2 separate regions of the Pan troglodytes genome follow, and region 1 is linked to region 2. A link is a contact called in public HiChIP or PLAC-seq data. All regions are on one chromosome and are shown on one strand. Each heading gives the region's core, a stretch centred on a gene start, on an enhancer-like site or on the middle of the called end of the contact. The rest is flanking DNA. Distances are from core to core; before and after follow the strand shown. Region 1 holds the start of LAMA5 (laminin subunit alpha 5). Region 2 holds the start of SS18L1 (SS18L1 subunit of BAF chromatin remodeling complex).

The links. HiChIP or PLAC-seq counts read pairs in DNA pulled down with a chosen protein or histone mark.
Region 1: a contact with region 2 is called in an H3K4me3 HiChIP or PLAC-seq map of stem cell-derived excitatory neurons, with 2.1 times the contacts expected there. The contact joins the promoter of LAMA5 here to the promoter of SS18L1 in region 2. A contact is called at or near these places in 1 of 7 Hi-C or Micro-C datasets (stem cell-derived neural progenitor cells) and 1 of 1 datasets of contacts at active chromatin or transcription factors (stem cell-derived excitatory neurons).

The regions. Positions count from the first base shown.
Region 1 is chr21:68,676,660-68,682,442 of NHGRI_mPanTro3-v2.0_pri, forward strand. It overlaps LAMA5 (laminin subunit alpha 5), which reads right to left and starts at 3,753. Exons shown (of 80, transcript XM_024352052.3): 1 at 3,387-3,753. The coding sequence starts at 3,683.
Region 2 is chr21:68,451,326-68,456,817 of NHGRI_mPanTro3-v2.0_pri, forward strand. It overlaps SS18L1 (SS18L1 subunit of BAF chromatin remodeling complex), which reads left to right and starts at 2,381. Exons shown (of 12, transcript XR_001712340.3): 1 at 2,381-2,551. PSMA7 (proteasome 20S subunit alpha 7) reads right to left here and starts at 2,159. Exons shown (of 7, transcript XM_514761.8): 1 at 1,869-2,159. The coding sequence starts at 1,964.

The DNA.
Region 1 (5,783 bases), core at 2,503-5,002, 230 kb after region 2:
GCTGGGTCCTGGCTGCTCCCCCGCCCCCCCAGGAAACCAGATCTGCTGTTTGTCCACACAAAGGCGCCCTCCCAGGCTTGGGGTTGATTGAGGCCCCAGAGGCCTCAACCTGAGTTTGAGAAAGTCAGCGGCCCTACCCCGCCCAGCCTCCCTTGAGGGGCCAGACCTCATCCTAGGAGGAGGAGGTAGGAGCTGGGGAGATGCCTTCTCCCCACCCCCAGGCCCAGCACCTACAGAGGGCCCAACCCCCTTGCCCAGAGTGTGCCCTCTGCCTCCACTGAGCACCAGGGCAACACCCGGTACCCCTCCCACAGGCTCCCAAGACCCCACCCTGGTGTTTGGATTGCCCCATCTCAGACTTTGCCCCAGACCACCCAAGATGCAGCTCCGCAGCCCCCAGTGTGGCCACTGCTGTATTTCCTTTACTGCATGTATGAGACCTGGAATTATCTGGGGGCCTCCCCGGGGTCCCCCAGAGCTCTGCGGTGGCAGGGTCCACACCCTCCTTATTCCCGCTGTGTCCCCAGCTCACCACCTAAGCATTCTTGTGGATGGGGCTAGAGCAACTGAAGACACCCAGTTAAGCGCCACGACCCCTACCCGCAGGCCGCACTGCAAGCTTTGACGGTGGCCCCCAAACTCAAGAGCTCAATGACAGCACGGCACACACAGGTCCTGCTCAGGGTGGGGCCAGGGGCTCCTGGAGAAGGTAGGTGTGGGCGGGGCCCTCTGGCTGGGGCAGCCGGACCTCCCAGGGAAGGATGCTTGCTGGTCAAGACCCTCCCAGACACACGAGCAGCAGAGGGAAGCTGGGTGGAAGGTTGCGGGTCAAGGGTCAGCCTCTACTCTTCCAGGAGGTCAGGGAAGCAACTGCTCAGTCCCTGCCTGGGCCAGCGTTGGTCCAGTTATTGGGAGGCAGTTCCAGTCCCCATTCGGCCACTCACTGAGCCACAGAGGACAGGGTTGGGAAAACCAGGCTCCCCCACCTCCGCTGCGGAGGGTCCCGTGAGAACAGAGCTAGGAAACAGCAGAAGGGCCGATAAGGACTTCCCCTTCCAATGAGTCACCACGCTGGCCTGGCTGCCCAGTCCCCACCTTCCCAGGCTGGGCCGGCCCGGCCAGGGATCCCCTGATGCCCACCTGGGGCTGCGAGGGCCACAACCTCCCCCTGCCCTCTGCCTGCTCCAGCTGCCCAGCAGGGTTCACCCCGACCCCCATCTGGGATGCCCAGCTAATGTGCATCTCCTACAGAGGGTCCCTGAGAGCCCCTGGCCTGCAGCCTTGAGAACACACTGCCCAGCCCCAGGCCCCATAGCCTTAGTGAGCCCCCTAAGATGGAGCTGCGGCTTCATCGCCTGGGCACCTCCTGTGCCTGCCTGCCTTGCCCCAACCGCAGCTCCACTCCAGACTGGCCGGCAAGGACTTCTCACACGCCCAATCCGCGGCCAGGGCGGTCAGCAGACCCGCGGCTCTCAGATGAAGGAGGCATCCAAGGTCATACCCGTCCAGCTCACGTCTACCAGCCGATCTTTCTACATATCTGGCAGCCTCAGTGGGCACTCACTGCTCAGAGCTCAAGACTTTGGAAGCGAAGGGTTCGCCTCTATTGCTAGACATGAGCTGGGCGAGGCCGGCTGGTTTCTCATCCAAGCTGGCTCTGAGGCATGGAGCACCACAGCCCACAGCTGCCACTGAAACTGTGGCCGCTTCCCAGGCTCCTCGGGCCAAGCTCACAGTCTCAGGTGAGGCGGGCCAGCACGCTGTGCCCATTTTAAAGACAGCTTGAGGCTGACAGAGGGAAGCCACACAGCTGAGGCAGAGGAGAGGGGCGTTGACTACAGGCTGGCCCTTTACTCACGAGACGGGGGTAATAAGCCCCCACAGAGGAGACAGATCTGAGAGGGGGCCTGTGGCCCCCAGCCACGCAGCATGGGCAGGCTGTGGGGGGGTGGTCTGAGGTTCAGAGGGCACCTGGAGCCTCCCCTGCCAGAACGGCAAAATCTCAGCTGGGGACACTCAGCCAGGCCCTCTGTGGTGAGGTGTGGCAGCAGGCAAGGAGACAGTCACAGGCCCTCCGTCCTGAGACCCGGCCCCTCTGAGTTGAACAGATAAGGGGGCAGCCAGGAGGCGCCCAGGTTCCCACAGCTAACCCCCGCTGGACCCTGTTCTGGCTGGGGGGCTCCAAGCAGGTGTCAGCAGCTTTCCAGGGCTCAGATTCCCCATCTGAAGTGTGGGCTTGAGACCTCCTATCTCAGAGGACTGTGCTGGGCTTAAGGAGAGAACGGTGAGCCCAGAAGCCTGGGGAGGCTCCTTCCCCCTCCACCAGGGCCAAGGGGGTGGGGCAGGCAGAGGGGGCGGGCACAGCCCAGGCTCCTCCATTCATCCCCATAACGTCTTGCTCCAGGGCCCTCTGCCCCCACCCAGCAAATCTCCAGCTACTCGCCCCTGCCCCAGCCTCTCCTTCCAGGAAGGCAGAGGTACCAGGGAGGAGACAGCTCAGGTTACACAGGCCCTCAGGGCCCCTAGACTCTCCCTAAGGTGGGGCTGAGGTGGGGAATGGGCCTAGAGCGGCCGGTTGGGAGCCGTTGGAGCTGACTTTGCTGCTCCTCACCAAAGGCTGACCCCAGGCCCAACCTAAGTCTAGAGGGCCCCAAGAGCCTTGGTTTCCAGGTGAGGTGTCCATGCATGGAGTCCACCAACAGAACCCGCCTACAGGTTTAAGGCTTGTTGGGGAGGGGACATGCACCCCAGGGGGTCTTCAGGGCCTGAACCCACATCTCCCAGGGAGACTGAAGCCCCCGGACCCTACCACCTGCTGGGCAGAGATGCTGCCCCTCCTGGGAGCCACGTGTTCCCAGCCCCAGTCAAAACTTCGCAGCTGGCCCTCCCCTACTTTGGAGGTCTCCTCGAGTCCCTAGACTCCTCCGAGAGGGGCCAGTGGGAGCCTCAGGTGGCTGGCCCCTCCCACCCCATCCAGAGGCCAACAGGTTCCAGCCTGTCCCGGGTAGGGCGGAGCTGCGCCCCCTCCCCACCGGCAGCAGGCGGCGGAGGCCAAGTCCCGCCCTCCCCGGGATCCCGGACTTGGGGCCGCCAGGGACTGGGCCCGGCCCCTCTCCCGCCCCGGTCACCGCAGTCTAACTGGACCGGCGCCCAGCCGCCCCCGGGTCCATGCCGGGGACTTTAATTCCGCCTTCCCGGAGGGACGCGAAGTTTCCCGGCCGAGACGGAGCGGCCGGGTCGGGGTGCCTTCTTGGGCCCCCAAAATGCGGAACCAGAGAGTCCGCACCTGGACTCGCCCCGGGCCACGGCGCTCCCCCTGGGGTCGGGCCGGTGTTCCGGGTCCGAGTGCCCCGGGAGGATGCCCCACGGCCCGCCCCTGCGCTCACCTGGATGGTCTGGTTGGGGTCGCCGCCGGCCACGGGGCCCCCTACCAGCTTGCAGTAAAGGTCCTCGGTGGGGCGCGGGGAGCCGCGCGCCGGGGCCTCCTCTCCGCAGGTCGCGGAGGCGGCGATGCGGGCGCCCTCGGCCAGGTTGAAGTAGGGCGGGTGCAGGCTGAAGCCGCCGCCCGCCTCCTCCCGCGCCCGCGCCGCGCCCAGCAGCGCCAGCCCGACCAGCAGCAGCGGCGCGGGGCCCCGGGGGCCGCGAACACACAGTGCGCTCCCCGCGCAGAGCCGCTTCGCCATCTTCCCGGCTCCGGGCCGCGTCCCCGAGCTCCAGGGACAGCGCGCGCGGCGGGAGCCCGGCGGGTCTGAAGCCAGGCGGCCGGCAGGGCTCGCTCCGCCCGCGGACGTCAGGCCCCGCCCCGGCCCGCCCGAGCGCCCGAGCCCCGAGCCCCGGGGAGAGGTCCGGGGAGGCGGGGTGGGGGGGGTGGGGGGGAAGGAGAGAGGAGGGGGAGGGGCGGCCGGGCGGCCTTAACCCTTCGGACCCCGGCCCGGCCGCCTCCCGGAAGGGGCACCTGCTGGCCTCGGGCCAGGCCGTGGGACGACGGCGCCGCCGGGCCCCCAGCCCAGGTCGTAGCTCCGGGTCCCGGGTGTGACCCTAGCGCTCCCCACGACGCCCTGGCCCCCAGAGCGCCCACCAGCTCCTCCCAGCCCAGGGGCCCACTCTTTGTTACCCTAACTTTGGTGCACCACTCGGCTGCCCCCGCTCCTCCCCCAACAGCGTCCGTCCTGCTGGCTGCGGGAAGGTGCCCTCTGCACCCGCGAATGACCATCTGCAGAGGAACAGGGGCAGCCTAGGTGGGAACCCCCTGCTTCCTGGGGCAGCCAGGTCAGGTTCAACTCGGCCTGGCTCCTGCCTGCCCCAGCAGGACTTAAAAATACTCTCAGATAGGGAAATAGGGGCAGGAGGGACTGGCCTGCAGCTGCAGCCCCCTTTAGAGGACGGGGGCGGTGCTCACGGCCCCACAGCCGCCAAATTGGCTCTTAAGGAGGTCGGGGGCTCTGGTCACAGCTGCTGAGCACCTGCTGGGTGCCTGGAAGCACCTGTGCTCCGGGGCCCCGTGGGCTCCACCAGCTCTCTCGGCCTGGCCTCCAACCCGCTGCACAGCCGCGCACGCGTTCCTGCCACGATCGGCGGCTCGAGGACGCCTGGCAAACAGCACAGGACCTAGAGGCCGAGATCAGGTCTTCGTCTGCCTTTGGGTGGCTGCGGCCCTGGGTCTCCTACTTCCCTTGGGCTCCGGGGCCAAATCTGCCTCCAGGGAAGCCCCGAGGGGGTGGCGGCGGGGTGGGGCTGCAGCTGCCGAGCTGGCAGCAACCCCCCATCTCTGAGCCAGGCCAGCTGGGCGGGCCATGGTCCCAGATGGGCTGTGGGGCTCATCTCTCGCTGGGTTCCCTGGACAGTCCCGGGGGGCCGGGTGGGTTTGTGGGGCACTGGCCAGCCGGTTCTGGTGGGGGTTCTGAGCTAGCAGCTGTCCCTGGAGGGTGCACCTCCTTGCACACCTTCCTGGCGCCCTGGCCTCCTGCAAATCTCAAATCCCAAGAGGGTGTATGGCCCTTTCTCTACGGAGTCGGGAGGGCGATGGGACCCTCTCTCCCACCTCCTACTTTCCGGCCCGGCAATTCTTCCATAACTTCACTATTAGTTCTCCCACCTGGGGGAGGGGGGAAAGGAGGCGGCTCCCCTTGGCAGGAGAAGCTCCAAGTGGGGGAGGGGCTGGCTGGAGAGGGGGCGGAGACATCAAGGAATCTGCAGTCCAGGCGCAGAGTCCGGCTCTGAGCTGCTTTAGATCCCGTGTGAGGCAGAGAGCGGCCTCTGGGCAGTAGCGGGTCCCCAGGTGGGGGCTTGGCCCCAGGCAGTGTGCTCTGGCTCTGGGCTCCCCCTTGACAGCTTGGGGCTCTGACAGCCCCGGGGGACTGGAGGTGGAGACTCCTGAGACCCTGAGGGCTTCTTGGGATCCCTGGAGGGTCGGGTGGTTGGAGGGGTGGGATTGCGAGTGGCGGGGCGGGGGGAGAGGTGGGGGTGGGGAGAGCCCTTTAAGCCTCCTAGCGGCCAGATCAGGCCAAGCCGCCAGGCCTCCGCTGTCCCCCGGCACTGGCCAGGAGGGGAGCGGGGGCCGGCCCTGAGAATGCGCTGTGTCAGCCGGAGCTGCCAGCACCAACAGGGTTAATCACCGGGCTCACTGCTTCCCGGCAGACAGCTGCCCCAGGAGCAACTGGCAGGCAGGCGGGGAGTGCAGTGGACAAGAGAATGTGGCCCAGGGGCTGGGTAAAGAGCCCACACTCTGCCCCCACCCTGTGTCTGCTGGTGCACGGACTGGGGAGGAGGCAGCTGGGGCAGGA
Region 2 (5,492 bases), core at 1,131-3,630:
GGGTACGTACTCCGGGTGGCAGCTCCCACTGGAAGGTGTGTTCACCCACACCCCTTTCTCCTCTACTTGTCTGTCACTGTGGCTGGCACCACATCCTGCAAACCCAGGGGTATTCATCTACTGCTGGTAGAGCTAGCCCAGGCGTGCTCACCTAGGTGCCCAACCTGGGCCTTTCAAATACTGAGATGTAGTTTTAGTTACAACATAGCTAGTGAGTAACCATTATATAATCGGCATGTGTTTCCTTTCAACCCAATGAATCAAACAGTCCCGTGCAAAGCCTGGAAGCCTGAGACTTTCACTCAAGTCTGGTGTTCTGAAGGCAGTGTTTCTGTAGTTGTGAAATTATATTGAGCCACAATGCACTGTTTCCTGCACTGTGACATACTCATGTGACAGCCATGAGAAGGGGCCTGATTTGCCGTCAGTGACAAGGTGTCAACTGTTATCCCAAATTGTTTATGGCTGATGCTGGAGAAGAATATGGCTGTTATTAAAAGCATGAACAATCACTGACAGTCAACCCCGAGTCAAGCCAGAAACAAAGGGAACCATCATTGGGATAAACAGCGCCTCCTGGTTTAGAGCAGGGCTTCTCCAGCTCAGCACTGTGAGCACCTGGGCAGGGGGAGCTCCCTGTGCCTGCCGCCCTGAGCACGGGTGGGATATTGAGCAGCGTCCCTGGCCTCTACCCTCCAAATGCCAAGAGCACCTCTGCAAGGTCTTACCACTGGAAAAGTCTCCACACACTGCCAGTGGCTCCGTGTGGGCCCAAAACCATCCCTGGCTGAGAAGTATTGATCTGAAGTGTTTGGGTTTTCTGGGAGCTTTCTCAGGTACTGACTCACTTGACCTTCGACTGACTCGAGGCCCAGAGAAGCTATATCGGTTCGTTAAAGCCAGCGGCGGCCAGCTGGCGGGGGTGGCAGTATTGGGGTGGGTACAGGGGTCAGCCGACTCCTAGTCCTCTTTAAGCTGAGTTAGATCACCTGATGAATACTGGGCCTTCATTTCAAAACAAAGATTCAGAAAATGAAAACAACTCAAAATTTACAGAACCGTGTGTGCTGCTTTGTCTGCCTGCTCAAACCTCTGAATACCAGGTGATAAAAGAATAACGATCTCACAGGCTGACCAATTAAACTGACACGTCTTGATGGTACAAATTTAAGTTTCAAACAATGTCACTAAGGTCAATGTACACGAGCCCTCCTCAAAACGAAACGGCCGCGTTCAAACCAGTCCTGACCCGGGCGGCTGCAGCCCGGCCCCGGGAAGGCTCCTCCCGGCAGAGTGCGGAGACCCGGGAGGCGCCCGCCACCGGCCAGGCCAGCGAGTCGCTTTGTTCTCGAAGCCCACCTGGGCCTAGAGAATTAGTGTTGCCCCGGAGCGGGTGGGGGTCCCCATAAGGGGGGTTTGAGTAGTTCGCTCCCCAGCCACCCGGCTGCGTGAACAGCCCCCCAGCGAGCGCACGGCCTACCCCCCGCGCTCCGCGGCCCAGGGCGGCCCTCGCCCGGCCTCTGCTCGCCGGGGCGGCGGCGCGACCCACGCGCCCGGCCGGGGCCAGGGGTGCTCAAGATGGCGTCGTCACGGCCCCCGTGCCCGGGGCCCCACGCGAGGCCGGGCCCCAAGCGAGGCGCTGAGTGGGGAGAACGAGCGCTCGCGGCTCACGCCAAACGCCGCCTCTGCAGGCACTCGTGGAGACCGGCAGCGGGGCCCGCGCTCAGCTACAGCCCTGACCGCCCGCGCCGCTGCCCCGCGCACGCCCGCGGGCGCCCACAGCGCCGCGCCCGGCCCCGGCCCTCTCTCGGCTCCCCAGCCCCACTTCCGCCCGCGTCCCCGGCCCCGCGCAGGCCCCGGCGCCTCACCGCGGTCGAGCCCTTCTTGACGGCCTCCTGCGCGTACTCCACTTGGAAGAGGTGGCCGTCGGGCGAGAAGACGGTGATGGCGCGGTCGTAGCTCATGCCGGCGGGCGGCGGCCGGGCTCCTTCCGCCGCGACTCTCAAAAGCGCACACTCACGGCCCGCGCGCACCCGCGACTCCCGGCGCCACTACGCCCGCGCCCCACCCTCGGCGCCGTGACCTGCGCTGCCGGCGACGGGCGGCGTCAGGCGGCGACGGGCAGCGTCAGGCGGCGGCGGGCGGACGTGATGGCGCGCGCCGGGGCGGGGTCAGGCCGAACCACCGGTGGCCGGGGGTGGGAGGCGGTGCTCCGGCGAGGGCCGGGCGCTGGGTGCGAGGGGGTCGCCGGGGGCCACCGTTCGGCACTGGGCCGCAGACCGTTCTGCAGGGCGGAGCGGCGGCGCCGCGGGCCCGGAGGCGCGGCGACGGCGACGGGGCGGACGAGCCCACGACGCGGCGCCCCCCGCGCTCCCGCCCCCTGCCCCCCCCTCCGCGACTGCGGATAATGAGCGCCTCGGGCCGCCCAGCGCAGCCGGAGTATCCACCTCGATGACCACGGGCTGAGCCCCGCGCCGCCACCATGTCCGTGGCCTTCGCGTCTGCCCGGCCAAGAGGCAAAGGGGAGGTTACGCAGCAAACCATCCAGAAGGTGGGCCGGGCCGGAGCGGCGGCGCTGGGCGGCGGGTCTGCGGGCGGGCGCGCGCGGGGACGGGGCGCGGGCAGCTGGCGGGCGCGGGGCGCGAACAAAGCCGGGGCGCAGCCGGGCGGCCGCGAGCCCCGACGGCGGCCCCGTGCCCTTCCCCGCGTCCCACGCCTGCGCGCCGGCGGGCACCCGGCCGTGTGGGGGGCGCTCCCCGGAGAGCCTGCGCCAACTTTGTTGGGGCGCGCGGGTCCCTCGGGCCGGGGCACTGGGCAGTGGGGGCCGGGCGGACGCTGGAGGCTGCCGGCCCCCGAGCGCGCTGTTACCCGCGTCCGCGGCGCGCGCTGGGAACTGTCCTGGGCTATGCCGGGCGCACGGGGACTCCTCGGGGCCGGAGCCGCGGCGAGGGCTCGTCGCGCTCCGCAGCCAGCTTCGGTGGCGAAGGCGGGCGGTACTCGTTTTCTGCGCTCATCTTGGTTAGTGGTGAGGGGCCCGGGTCGGCCTCCGGGCGCACTGCGACCGCGGAGACTGTGGCCGGGGCTGCCCCTCTTGCTCCTGGAGCGAGGCGCGAACGATGGAGGCACGGAAGGACGCGTCCCGATCCCCATTTGGGGGGCATCGTTACGCAGCCCGGCCCCGTAGGGAGCGCACCGCCCCCTCCGTATCCTCGCGGCTACGCCGGGTTTCAGCGTGACACCCTCGCCAGCCGCCTCGCCTAACAAACTTGACGGATTTGCTCCACAGCCTTTCTTCTAGCTCCGTAAGTTCGGCCTTGTGGTTTTCAAGAGACAGCGTTTACGTGGGTTTGGGACACCGTTATCCAAAGCCCTAAGTTGTGAAATTGAGACTTTGTATTTTCTGCTGTTTTTTCTGTAGAAGACAGATTCGGAAGAAAATCAGCATTAGCCACACCCGTTTCAGTTGTCACAACATCTGTTGGAATGACATTGGTTTTTTTTCCTAAACTCTGACTCCGTCTTCACCCTGGTGGGATTGCAGGGATAAACAGTGGTATTCCTAGGTTCCCAGGAGCCGCTTGTCTCCCTAAGGGGGTTCACCTTGACCTTGACTGAGGCTGTTATTCCTTGATGACGTGCCAGTCTCCTGTGGAAGTTGTCCTAAATCTATCGCCTATTTTGAGACTACCTTTGCTGTTGCTAGTTTTAGAAATTTGATGGTCTTAACAAATGAGAACCTTGGCCAACTCTGAACAGGAGAGATTGAGAATAGCAGAAATACAGATTTACAAGTGTGGCATTTTAATTTACTTAGTAAACACTTATGTGGCGCTTACCGTATCCCAGACACTGTTCTAGGGGTTTTATAAATCTTGATTCATCCAATTCTTCATAGAAGCTACTGGCTTCCCGTTTAATAGCTAAAGAGGCTGCGGCCTAGGGAGGCCGTGCCTTGCTGGTAAGTGGACACTGAGGCCTAGGGGGGCTAAATGCCTTGCTGGTAAGTGGCACAGCCAGGTGTTGAACCCATACGGTGGCTCCAGGATCTGTTCTGTTGGTGCCCCTTGATCTGGGAACATTTGGCCAGGCGGAGGTCAAGCTCTAGGCTCAGAGGCAAATGTTGGAACCCAGAGCGTCTGCTGGCACTCTGGTTTTTTGGAGCTTAACAGTCATTGTTCCTGAAGCTACCTTTGGCTGCAACGTTTATCCCATTATTTGCACTTCGCACACAGTTCCATTGAAGCTCCCCAAATTCTCCAGGTAAAAGTGTGTATTGAGGTGCTGCCCCGAACATCAGATCAGAAAGGAAGAAATGCACCTGTGGACCGTGGGTCCCTGGGCAGAAACTCAGCCTGCTGACCATTGGAAATAGGCCTTCAGTTTAGGCTGCTGACTTGGCCTGGTAGGGCCAGCAGTCTGCGTATTGGGCTTGGTGTTTTGACGGTGAATATATGTACCCAGGGATCTTTTACTGGGAGGTGTGAGAAGGCTGAGAAAGGTGTGAGAGGTGTATGTTCTATGCCTCAGACGTGTGCTGTGTCCACAGTGTGTGCTGGTAGTGTCATGCCGAGAGCTTTAAGAGAAGCCAGGGACCCCTCTGAAGCCTGCGTGGTAGTGAAGGAGAAGGAAGTCTACAACTTGTCCTTACAGCATTCTGCGTGGTAGTGAAGGAGAAGGAGGTCTACAACTTGTCCTTACAGCATTCTGTGCGGGTGGAGATCTTCCAGGCCAACTTCTACTCAACCTTCAAAGCCTCACTCACGTGTTCCACGTCTCATGCTCCGTCGGCAGTCATGTGGCCCTTGTAGCACTTGCTTGGGCTCCTGAGTTTGGCGTGTGACTGATTATTCTTTGCTGATCCCCAGCCTCTCATAGTGTCTGAGCACAGTTAGTGCTGAGCACGTGCCGGATCATCTGTGACGCTGGTCCCATCAGTGGAAGTGTTTTGAGATAAGCAGATGCGTTCGTGTCCTGTGACTTCCTTGACACATTCCCACAACTCAGGTGGCTTCAAACAACAGAAATCTATTCCCTCACAGTTCTGAAGACCAGAAGTCCCAAGTCCAGGGGTCAGTTACCTGCTCTTCTCCTGGCTTCTGATGACTGCAGGCAGCCCTTGATGTTCTCTGGCTTGTAGGTGCATCCAGCGTGTCTCTGTTTTGATCATCTTTTTTTTTTTGGATGGACTTTCGCTCTTCTTGCCCAGGCTAGAGTGCAGTGGCGCGATCTCGGGCTCACAACCTCCGCGCCCCCGCCCACGTTCAAGCGATTCTTCTGCCTCAGCCTCCTGAGTAGCTGGGATTATAGGCACGTGCCACCACACCCGGCTAATTTTGTATTTTTAGTAGAGACGGAGTTTCTCCGTGTTGGCCAGGCTGGTCTTGAACTCCCAACCCCAGGTGATCTGCCCCCTCCCCCCCTTAGCCTCCCAAAGTGCTGGGATTACAGGCATGAGCCACCGTGCCTGGCCTCAATTTCCCACTTTTTATAAG